3 separate regions of the Mus musculus genome follow, and regions 2 and 3 are each linked to region 1. Evidence: chromatin contacts called from public HiCAR-type and HiChIP or PLAC-seq data. All regions are on one chromosome and are shown on one strand. The core of a region is the stretch at or near the end of the contact, and the rest is flanking DNA. Distances in the headings are between cores, read along the strand shown. Region 1 holds the start of Ssrp1 (structure specific recognition protein 1). Region 2 overlaps Itgav (integrin alpha V). Region 3 overlaps Itgav (integrin alpha V).

Region 1 (2,837 bases), core at 141-2,640:
TGTAACTGCCCACTCTTGAGTTAGCTCATCTGCCTGAGCCAAGAACTCCACTCTTGAGTGTCTGTCGATTTCTATCTAATAGCACAAATAGGGAGAAAGGGTTCTTGACAGTTCTGTGTCTCCTGGGAGGAAGACACGCATTTCTTACCATCTCCTCCTCTCTGCCCTCCAGCATCTCATTATGTTGTCTAACTTGTTATGTTGCCATGTTTCAAATTCACAATCCTCCTGCCCCAGTCTTTGAGTGTTGTGATTACAGATTTGTAATACTACAAAGCGGAAAGTCGCTTATTTCTAACTCTAGTTGGTTGCAACTCTTCAAGTTGCACAGAAATTACTGAACTCCCTCTCTTTTTAAACCCCGAAGTTATTAAAATCTTTTGTTAGGGTATGTGCTCCTAAGAGGCTGGGCTATTTTAACGATCTTCAACAGTTTTGTCAGATCCTAGAAACGTGCTGCATTAATAGGTTTTCATTATGTCTTAAGCCCAGTTTGACTTAGCTAAATAGTGCTAGCAATGATAGTGGTTAAAGCCACAAGCACCGAATGACAAAACACATTTTTATCTATATCATATCCCAGGACTGAGTTAGCAAGTCAGTGCAGTGATATTTCAGGGAAACTGTGGGCTTATCCTGTCTTTGTGTAGGACATATGCTAGCAATCACTCTAAACCCTGAACCCTCATGATTATAAAAGGCTGATGTTAAAGAGTCTGTGTTCTAGGTTCCAGTTTTGATGGTAATGGACTGACACCCAGTCGCAAATCTTTTGTGGTCTCATTTTTCTCATCTGTAAAATGAGATAAACTCAAGCATCTCTGTCAGACCTGGCTTCAGATTTTGCAAGATGCACTCCGGTGCTATGTGAGGCCATCCGGGCTTCTGCCAACGTAGGCTGATGTGATTTCAAGTAAGTTCTAGCTCAAAGGTAAATCCGACACCACCACTTGAATTTAATGCAGCCATCTGCTAGGCTCTTCCTGAGAACCCACAAATTAGGGATATGGACAGGATAGTGTTGGGGGTAGGTGAACTCACTGCAGAAAGGATCTGATCTACTTGCCAGGGTACAGCTGGAAAGCAAGCACAATCGCCGACACCCGCATCTCCTTTGCAGCTAGTGGGGCTACACCTCTGTATTTTTCTTGTTCAACAGACTCCTTCCCAGATTATTTCACAGGAGGGAGGGGCGTGCATGATTCCAACAAACATACAAACCTGAACACCTAATAAAACCGCATAATTTCCCTTCGGAATCTAGTCTTTGAAGAGCAGCTTGTAACTTTCTAAAGAGTGTTCCCGTTTTCTAGTCAAGAATTCAGCCGCGTGGGATTCCATAGCAAGCCTCTCGCTTTAGCCGACCAGGGGGAGTGCCGACGCTCTAGGCGAATGTACCCGTTGGTCGGCCCGGATGATGCCGTTCTAGCCAAGTCTTCCTCTCTATGGTCCGTGCGCGACTTCCGGTGGCGGGACGCGGGGCTGCGCACGCGGGAAAAGCTTCCCCGGCATCCCTTCCCCCGCATCCCTACCCCCTCCCCTGCGTCCCCCTGCGCCCACCGCCCTCACTGTGCCGTCGCGAGGCTGCAGCTCTTAGAGGTGGGTGGTCGCGATCCCTGGGCCCCTGGTGTGCATGGGCCCCGCTCCCCCGCGGGACGATCGGAATGGATCGATCCGCGTTCAAATTCGCGGGCAATGGGCGAATCCATTTTAAAAGAAGGGGGAGAAACGTAGATTCACGCGGGGCCCCGGGGTGGTGGGGTCTCTGCGATCAGGACACTACCCTCTGAGCGGAGTTGAGGTGCGCTCTCTGAGCGGGTCTCAGGTTCCGCCGATTGTTGCCGTGCCTGTCCGTGGAACGTACCGAGAGGGTGTCGGGTTGGGGTGTAAGCGCCACTATAGGCCTGGTTCTGCACCTAGGGTCCTGGGCCTTGGCCTCAGGAGCCCTGCAGAACGGGTCAGTAAGATCCCCAGGCAGCAAAGAACTTGAGACATACCAGGTACATGGCTGAGCGGAGTAAGGTGGCGTTGTTTCTTGCTTATCAGTCTCCTTCCCGAATTCAGATTCCCACCCTGCTGGACATCTACACAACTAACCAGGAATTGGGGCACAGCATCCAGAGAAGGGTTCGTTTTCTCTGGTGCAGCCTAGGGCTGTGTGCTCAGGCCACCACGGGCAGGTGAACATGGCAGAGACATTGGAGTTCAACGACATCTTCCAGGAGGTGAAAGGGTCCATGGTGAGAATGGCTTGGGCAAAAGAAAGGCAGAGAGGGGGAAAGAGTTCGAATCTATGAACGAAAAGCTTAACTCTGACTACTTTTTTGGAAACAGTGTATCAGTGTGTCCCCCAAGCGAAAACGTGAGCAAAGTCTCAAAGAGTTGCAAGATGTTGAGTTTGTTGAGTTGTATTAGAAAACCAGGAAACTGGGGCCCTTACAGGGTTTCTGATGCCAGAGCCAAGCTTGCAGTCTAGACTTAATGTCTGTTGTGTCTTTTAACTTGATTTCACCACGACCGCTTTTCAATTGATACTCTGGCCATCCTGCATCCCATGGGTAAGGGGTAGAAAGGATCCACTACACACTACCCTGTTCTGATTTTGGGTCTGTATTTTGGGCAGAATGATGGGAGGCTTCGATTGAGCCGTCAGGGTATCATCTTTAAGAACAGCAAGACGGGCAAAGTGGACAACATCCAGGCTGGGGAGTTGACAGAAGGCATCTGGCGTCGGGTAGCATTAGGCCATGGGCTTAAACTGCTCACAAAGAATGGGCATGTCTACAAGTACGATGGCTTCCGCGAATCGGTGAGCGATCTTGTTCTGTGACCCACTT
Region 2 (2,837 bases), core at 111-2,610, 1.3 Mb before region 1:
CTTTCTTCCTCTGACCTTGAAAGTTTCACATAAATAATAACTTCTATTGAGAGGTTTTTTTTTTTTCTTTCTCACCCAAATTTATTTTTTACTAATATCCAAGTTGAAGTTTTATTTGGAGTAGAAAACTGCTCGAGGAAGGTTTTTTTTTGGTTTTTTTTGTTTTTTGTTTTTTGTTTTTTGGTTTTTTTTTTTTGGTTTTTCAAGACAGAGTTTCTCTGTTTAATCCTGGCTGTCCTGGAACTCACCCTGTAGACCTGGCTGGCCTCGAACTCAGAAATCCACCTGCCGCTGCCTCCCGAGTGCTGGGATTAAAGGTGTGCACCACCACCGCCCGGCGGGATGACATTGTTTTGACAGCTTGTTTTAGCAAACAAAAACCAACAAATTCTCTAAGGACCCAAATCATCTAGTTATTTACAGAACCCATAGTAATGAATAGGAACCCAATGGCCGAAAACACGTTTGACTTCTAAGTAGAAGCTTCTCTCGTATTTCTTTTGGATATTTCAGCATTTCTCATTTAAAAAGAGTGGTATAATCTAGTCCAAAAGATGTTCTTTAGTCATAAAGAGAAGAGAAAAAACTATCTGTTTTAGGGTACCAGGGTATCTTCATCTTAAAATTCAGCATAATGTTAATGATAGTTTAGTTCTCCAGCAAGCTGAACCCTCATGTCTGGGCAGTGGCTTGTGAAACACTCTGGAGAGCATTCGATACTCACACTGACTGGGTGCTCCTGTTACGGCTTCTGCCCTGAAGGAAACATGCCCTCCTGGGAGTTTGGTGGGGCACAAAGAACATATTTTGGAAGATTGTAAAAAAAAAAAAAAAAAAAAAAAAAAGAGGGTTTAATTTTCAAGTCTCTAGTGATTTGCTTCATGATTTTATATTTATTTTTATTAGTTTTAAAATAGAGTTTCTCTGTGTAGTCCTGGCTGTCTTAGAACTTGATTTGTGTATTAGCCTTGAACTCACGGAAGATCTGCTTGTCTCTGCTGGGATTCAAAGCAGGCCACTGTGCACCCCCCCCCCCAAGTTTATTTGGGTAATATGAGCCAGTTGTCCAACACATTTGAGGTAAAAAAAAAACAAAAAACAAAAAACAAACCAAAACAAACAAACAAAAAAAAACCCCCCAAAAAACAATGTTTCTTCCAGCCCTGGAATCCCCGATCTGTATTTTATTTCCTTTTTAAGAGTGGCAACACAGTCCAGCAGTCTGGGTGGTTCAGCATAGTGACAGCGGGACAGCAGCGACTTCGGGGCTGTGACTCAAAATATTTACTTCCCTCATGTGTTCCAGAGTGGCTGCCAGTCCCCGCCAGGTCCTGAATGAGCTGCCTGTGGGTTTGTTTGGAGAGCGGCCTTTCCTTGCTTTCTCCCGCCCACTCTATTCACACTTCCTTTCAGCGGGGCCACTGTCTGATGTGGACTCTAGTATTTTAAGACTTGGGCTCTTAGTGAAGACAAACTTCCTTTGCAGCAAGCTTCTTGAAAGGATGGAGATCTGGAGTCGTGGCTGTTGAAGCTGGAGGCAGTTAGATGTAGTAGATGGCGTGTATATGTGTGCATTTTTATGATTATTGACTTAACTTTGGGTGTTACTATAGGCCAGTGCATATATCAGCTGTATTTAGTAATGTAATTGGACATTTGGTGAAGATTTGTGTGTTTGGGTGTTTCGCCTGCATGTATGTCAGTGCATCACGTGTAGGAACTTCAACCATTGGATCCCCTAGAACTGAAACCACAGATGGTCATGACCCGCCATGTGGGTGCCATGTGGGTGCTAGGAATCAAACTGGATCCTCTGGAAATGCAGCCAGTGCTTTAAAGTGTGTCACCTCTCCAGCTTTGGAACTGAAAACATTGATGCATGGTGCTTTAAGGCATGGCTGTTGATTCTGAACACTCCTCCACTTCAGAGAAGCTCTATGTTGTTTTGGAATGAGTGCCCTTCCTGCTGCCCTACTTCCTCTAAGGTAGTAGTTTTCAGTTGAGACCTCTTTGGCAACTCTTATCTTTAAAAGTACTTATACTACAATTCAGAGCAGTAGCAAAATTATGATTACGAAGTAGCAGTGAAACAGGTTTATGGTTGGGGGGTCACTACAACATGAAGAACTGTATTAAAGAGTCACAGTATTAGCAAGGTTGGGGACCAACTATATTAAGGGTCACAGGTCAGGCAAGTTGAGCACCACTGCCCTAAGGAAGCCAGGCCTTTTAATATTTAATGTAATGTAATTTATTTATTTATGTTTTGAAGACAGGGGTTCTACTTGCTTGAACAGGCAGCCCTCAGACTCTTGATTTACCAGCCTCGGTGTCCTGAGTGCTGGGGTTACAGACTTGCATCACAATGTCTGCCTTAAATTAGTTTTTAAAATTTCTGCTTACATCCAAAACATATGTCTGATATCTGATGCTTTAAAAACAAAACAAAATGAAAAACCTCTGACCAGTATTCATTTGTTCTTAATAAGTGGTAAATATGTTTTCATATGGAAAAGAACTATGGATTTTAAACTGGTTGATAAGCATAAGACCAAAAATATAGAATTTGCATGTATTTTCTGTGACTTTTCTAGCTTACATTAATCTTGATATCCACAGAGACAAGTCCCTGAGAAGCATTATGGCAGGAAGTATCTTTTTTTCCTTTCCTTCTTTTTTTTGTTTTTTTTTTTGTTTTTTTTTTTTTTTTTTTTTTGTTTTTTCCAGACAGGGTTTCTCTGTGTAGCCCTGGCTGTCCTGGAACTCACTTTGTAGACCAGGCTGGCCTCGAACTCAGAAATCTGCCTGCCTCTGCCTCCCGAGTGCTGGGATTAAAG
Region 3 (2,837 bases), core at 157-2,656, 1.3 Mb before region 1:
CAGCACTTAGGAGGCAGAGGCAGGCAGATTTCTGAGTTCAAGGCCAGCCTGGTCTACAAAGTGAGTTCCAGGACAGCCAGGGCTATACAGAGAAACCCTGCCTGGAAAAAACCTAACAAACAAACAAACAAACAAACAAACAAACATGTCTGAAAAGAGCACTTAGCGATGCATCTATGTGCAGCTAGTTCTTTTACTTTTTTTTTTTTTTTTTTTTTTTTTTTTTTGGTTTTTCGAGACAGGGTTTCTCTTTTAGCCCTGGCTGTCCTGGAACTCACTCTGTAGACCAGGCTGGCCTCGAACTCAGAGATCCGCCTGCCTCTGCCTCCAGAGTGCTGGGATTAAAGGCGTGTGCCACCACCACCTGGCTGTGTAGCTAGTTCTTAATGCTTCCATTATTTGTTTTAGACATAAAAATTATGAAGTAATGAAGTCATTATTTCCTAAGATACATTCTAACTACAGTGATTTGTGACTTGTGAACCTGCCTTTGCAAACACCTTTAAAAAAAGATTATTTATTTTATGTATATTAGTACACGGTAGCTGTACAGATGGTTGTGAGCCATTATGTGGTTTCTGGGGTTTGAACTCAGGACCTCTGCTCACTCTGGCCCTGCTTGCCCCGGCCCAAAGATTTATTTATTATTATATGTCAATGCACTGTAGCTATCTTCAGACACACCAAAAGAGGGCATCAGATCTCAATATGGATGGTTGTGAGCCACCATGTGGTTGCTGGGATTTGAACTCAGGACCTTTGAAAGAACAGTCAGTGCTTTTAACTGCTGAGCCATCTCTCCAGCCCTACAAATACCTTTTTTATGGGAATTTAGCCACACCCATTTGCTTATTCACTGTCTGGAAAGTTGAGTCATTCTGGAGTTGACATAGTTAGTATATGACCCCTGTTTCCTGAAGTACTTAAATGTCTGGATCTTTTCAGGAAAGGTTTGTGGAACTCTGGTCCAAGTCAAACATCTCAAAGAAAAGCATCATAGAACACGTAGACAGAGGAAATGCCTCTCTTAGCAAACCAGGCTATAGTACATGCTCTTTGGTCAGACCTTTGACATAGGACATACCAGCAGGCTCCAATTAAGAAGGCTGAAACTTACCCAGAGTGGACACTGAGGAGGAGTAGAGCTGGAAAACCTGGGTGATAGCCTCGGATTCCCCTGGCTCTGAACCGGAGCTCTGGGCAATCAATCCCCTTAACCACGCTGAGCCCTCACTCCCTTATTGGAAAAACACCGAATCTGCCCAAGCCTTTCCGAGGTACTGCTTGGCGTATGTTTTTCTTTTCTTCTGTTTCTTTTTAAAATTCTTCTCTCATATGTAAGTGTCCCCTCTCTCCCCTCCTGCCAGCACCGTTTGATAGTTCGTGTTCATTCATGCTTCAGTAACCTGTACAGCGCAGAGCAGGATGGTTCCAGTTTTGTGAGGCTGCCTGCTGACCTCTGAGCCTTTGCCTGCTTGGCTGTGGCGGTTTATGTCCGTGTGTGCTGGGGCTGGCTTTGTTGTTGTTGTTCGGCTGGCTGCTGATGCATTGACTTTTGTTTCTAGCGTGACCTGCGTATACAGCCTGGATAAAGAGCCTCACTCTTAGCCTCCCAATTACTTCCTTATTGTTCGTGTTTGCTTGTGGCTTTAACAGCAATATCCATAATCACACTTGGCCTTAAGCACTAACCAGATGTCTGTCTGTTGAAAACCTGACACGGTGTGGAGACTCTTTGAACGCTATGCTCCCCTGAATCCGTTGCTCCCGACCTCTAATTTTGATAGCCATATTTGGATAGTTAAGGTTTCTAGTTTTTTCTTCCACTTTTCAGATAATGGCCATCAGGTTGCTGATCAAAATAGCACAGCTCAGTAGTATTCATAGTGCCAGCTGGTTGGCTGTTGACAAGTCACTTAATGCCTCTAGACTGGGCTTCTGAACCCGTGACTAGTAATCACAGCTCTCCAAGGATTGTTCTGAGCTAAGTGAATAGCTTCCGGTAAGTGCTTAATGCACGCCTGTGGCCTCTCTGTCCCCAATCACTCCTTGTCATAATATTTCCAGGCTTGACAAGCGGAAGTAGTTTTGGCTATCAGTGGAGATAAACACTGAGCCCTTCACTGAACTAAGCTGTTGTATTCAGAGAGTTTTTAAATTGTCAGAAGCACCCGCTTTAGTACGTGCCTGTCAAGGATATTTTAAAGAAGTTGTATTTCCAACTGGATATCTCAGGAAACCAAATAAAGCAGAAAGTTGCATAGTACAAATAAAAAAAGCATGTCTTCATAAACGGCTTAAGGCCATTGCCCAGATGCAGCTTGAATGGAGGAAATGCATGGTGGAGTTAAGGTTGAAGTACAATTCCTTGGTGTGACTCACTAGACACTGGAAACCCCAGTCCACATTTTTCCTATTCCCTCTTGGTTAGAAAAATTTACATTACAGTAGTGTTACACTTTTGTGGCCATTTTCTTAAAACAACAAAAAAAATTATTTTATTGTGTAATCTTGGGGCAGTTCCCAGATTTTAAAATTGGGTTCCAAGATTGGAAGGGATTGTTTGCCCCCCCCCCCCCAATTCTTAGAAGTTTGACATTATGATTAAAATGAACTATTTTTGGTTTCTATACTTGAGTGGCCTGACTGGGAGTAACTTATGATGTATCTGAAATGCAAGGAAAACAAATTTTTTTGGTAACTAAAAGATGGCATCTAATAAAGGAAGAATTAAAAAAAAAAAAAAAAAAAAAAACCAAACCTGAGCTGCCTCTCTATTCTGGGTGTAGTATTGCTCATGATTAAAGTTAGCTTAAATTAATTGGCCAGTTACTTAG

What was found. HiCAR-type assays count read pairs that join an accessible place to other places. HiChIP or PLAC-seq counts read pairs in DNA pulled down with a chosen protein or histone mark.
Region 2: a contact with region 1 is called in an H3K27ac HiChIP or PLAC-seq map of microglia, with 4 times the contacts expected there. The contact joins the enhancer-like site here to the promoter of Ssrp1 in region 1. A contact is called at or near these places in 2 of 39 promoter capture datasets (the C10 cell line and pre-B cells), 4 of 115 datasets of contacts at active chromatin or transcription factors (astrocytes, embryonic stem cells, microglia and 1 more) and 2 of 9 other capture datasets (adipose tissue and liver).
Region 3: a HiCAR-type map of astrocytes shows a contact between it and region 1, with 3 times the contacts expected there. The contact joins the enhancer-like site here to the promoter of Ssrp1 in region 1. A contact is called at or near these places in 2 of 39 promoter capture datasets (liver and pre-B cells) and 2 of 115 datasets of contacts at active chromatin or transcription factors (astrocytes and pancreatic cancer cells).

The regions. Positions count from the first base shown.
Region 1 is chr2:85,035,730-85,038,566 of GRCm38.p6, forward strand. Ssrp1 (structure specific recognition protein 1) reads left to right here and starts at 1,391. Exons shown (of 17, transcript NM_182990.4): 1 at 1,391-1,599; 2 at 2,065-2,240; 3 at 2,624-2,809. The coding sequence starts at 2,187. It overlaps P2rx3 (purinergic receptor P2X, ligand-gated ion channel, 3), which reads right to left and starts at 105. Exons shown (of 12, transcript NM_145526.2): 1 at 1-105.
Region 2 is chr2:83,741,076-83,743,912 of GRCm38.p6, forward strand. All of the region lies in intron 2 of Itgav (integrin alpha V), which reads left to right. Among named protein-coding and RNA genes, the nearest start is that of Itgav, 18 kb to the left of the region's middle. Within about 2 kb of position 1,361, at least 77 of the 459 cell types and tissues checked have an H3K27ac peak or open chromatin away from gene starts, as enhancers often do. A contact at or near this core is called in adipose tissue, microglia and pancreatic cancer cells, where this site is marked.
Region 3 is chr2:83,757,890-83,760,726 of GRCm38.p6, forward strand. All of the region lies in intron 4 of Itgav (integrin alpha V), which reads left to right. Among named protein-coding and RNA genes, the nearest start is that of Itgav, 35 kb to the left of the region's middle. Within about 2 kb of position 1,407, at least 124 of the 459 cell types and tissues checked have an H3K27ac peak or open chromatin away from gene starts, as enhancers often do. A contact at or near this core is called in astrocytes and pancreatic cancer cells, where this site is marked.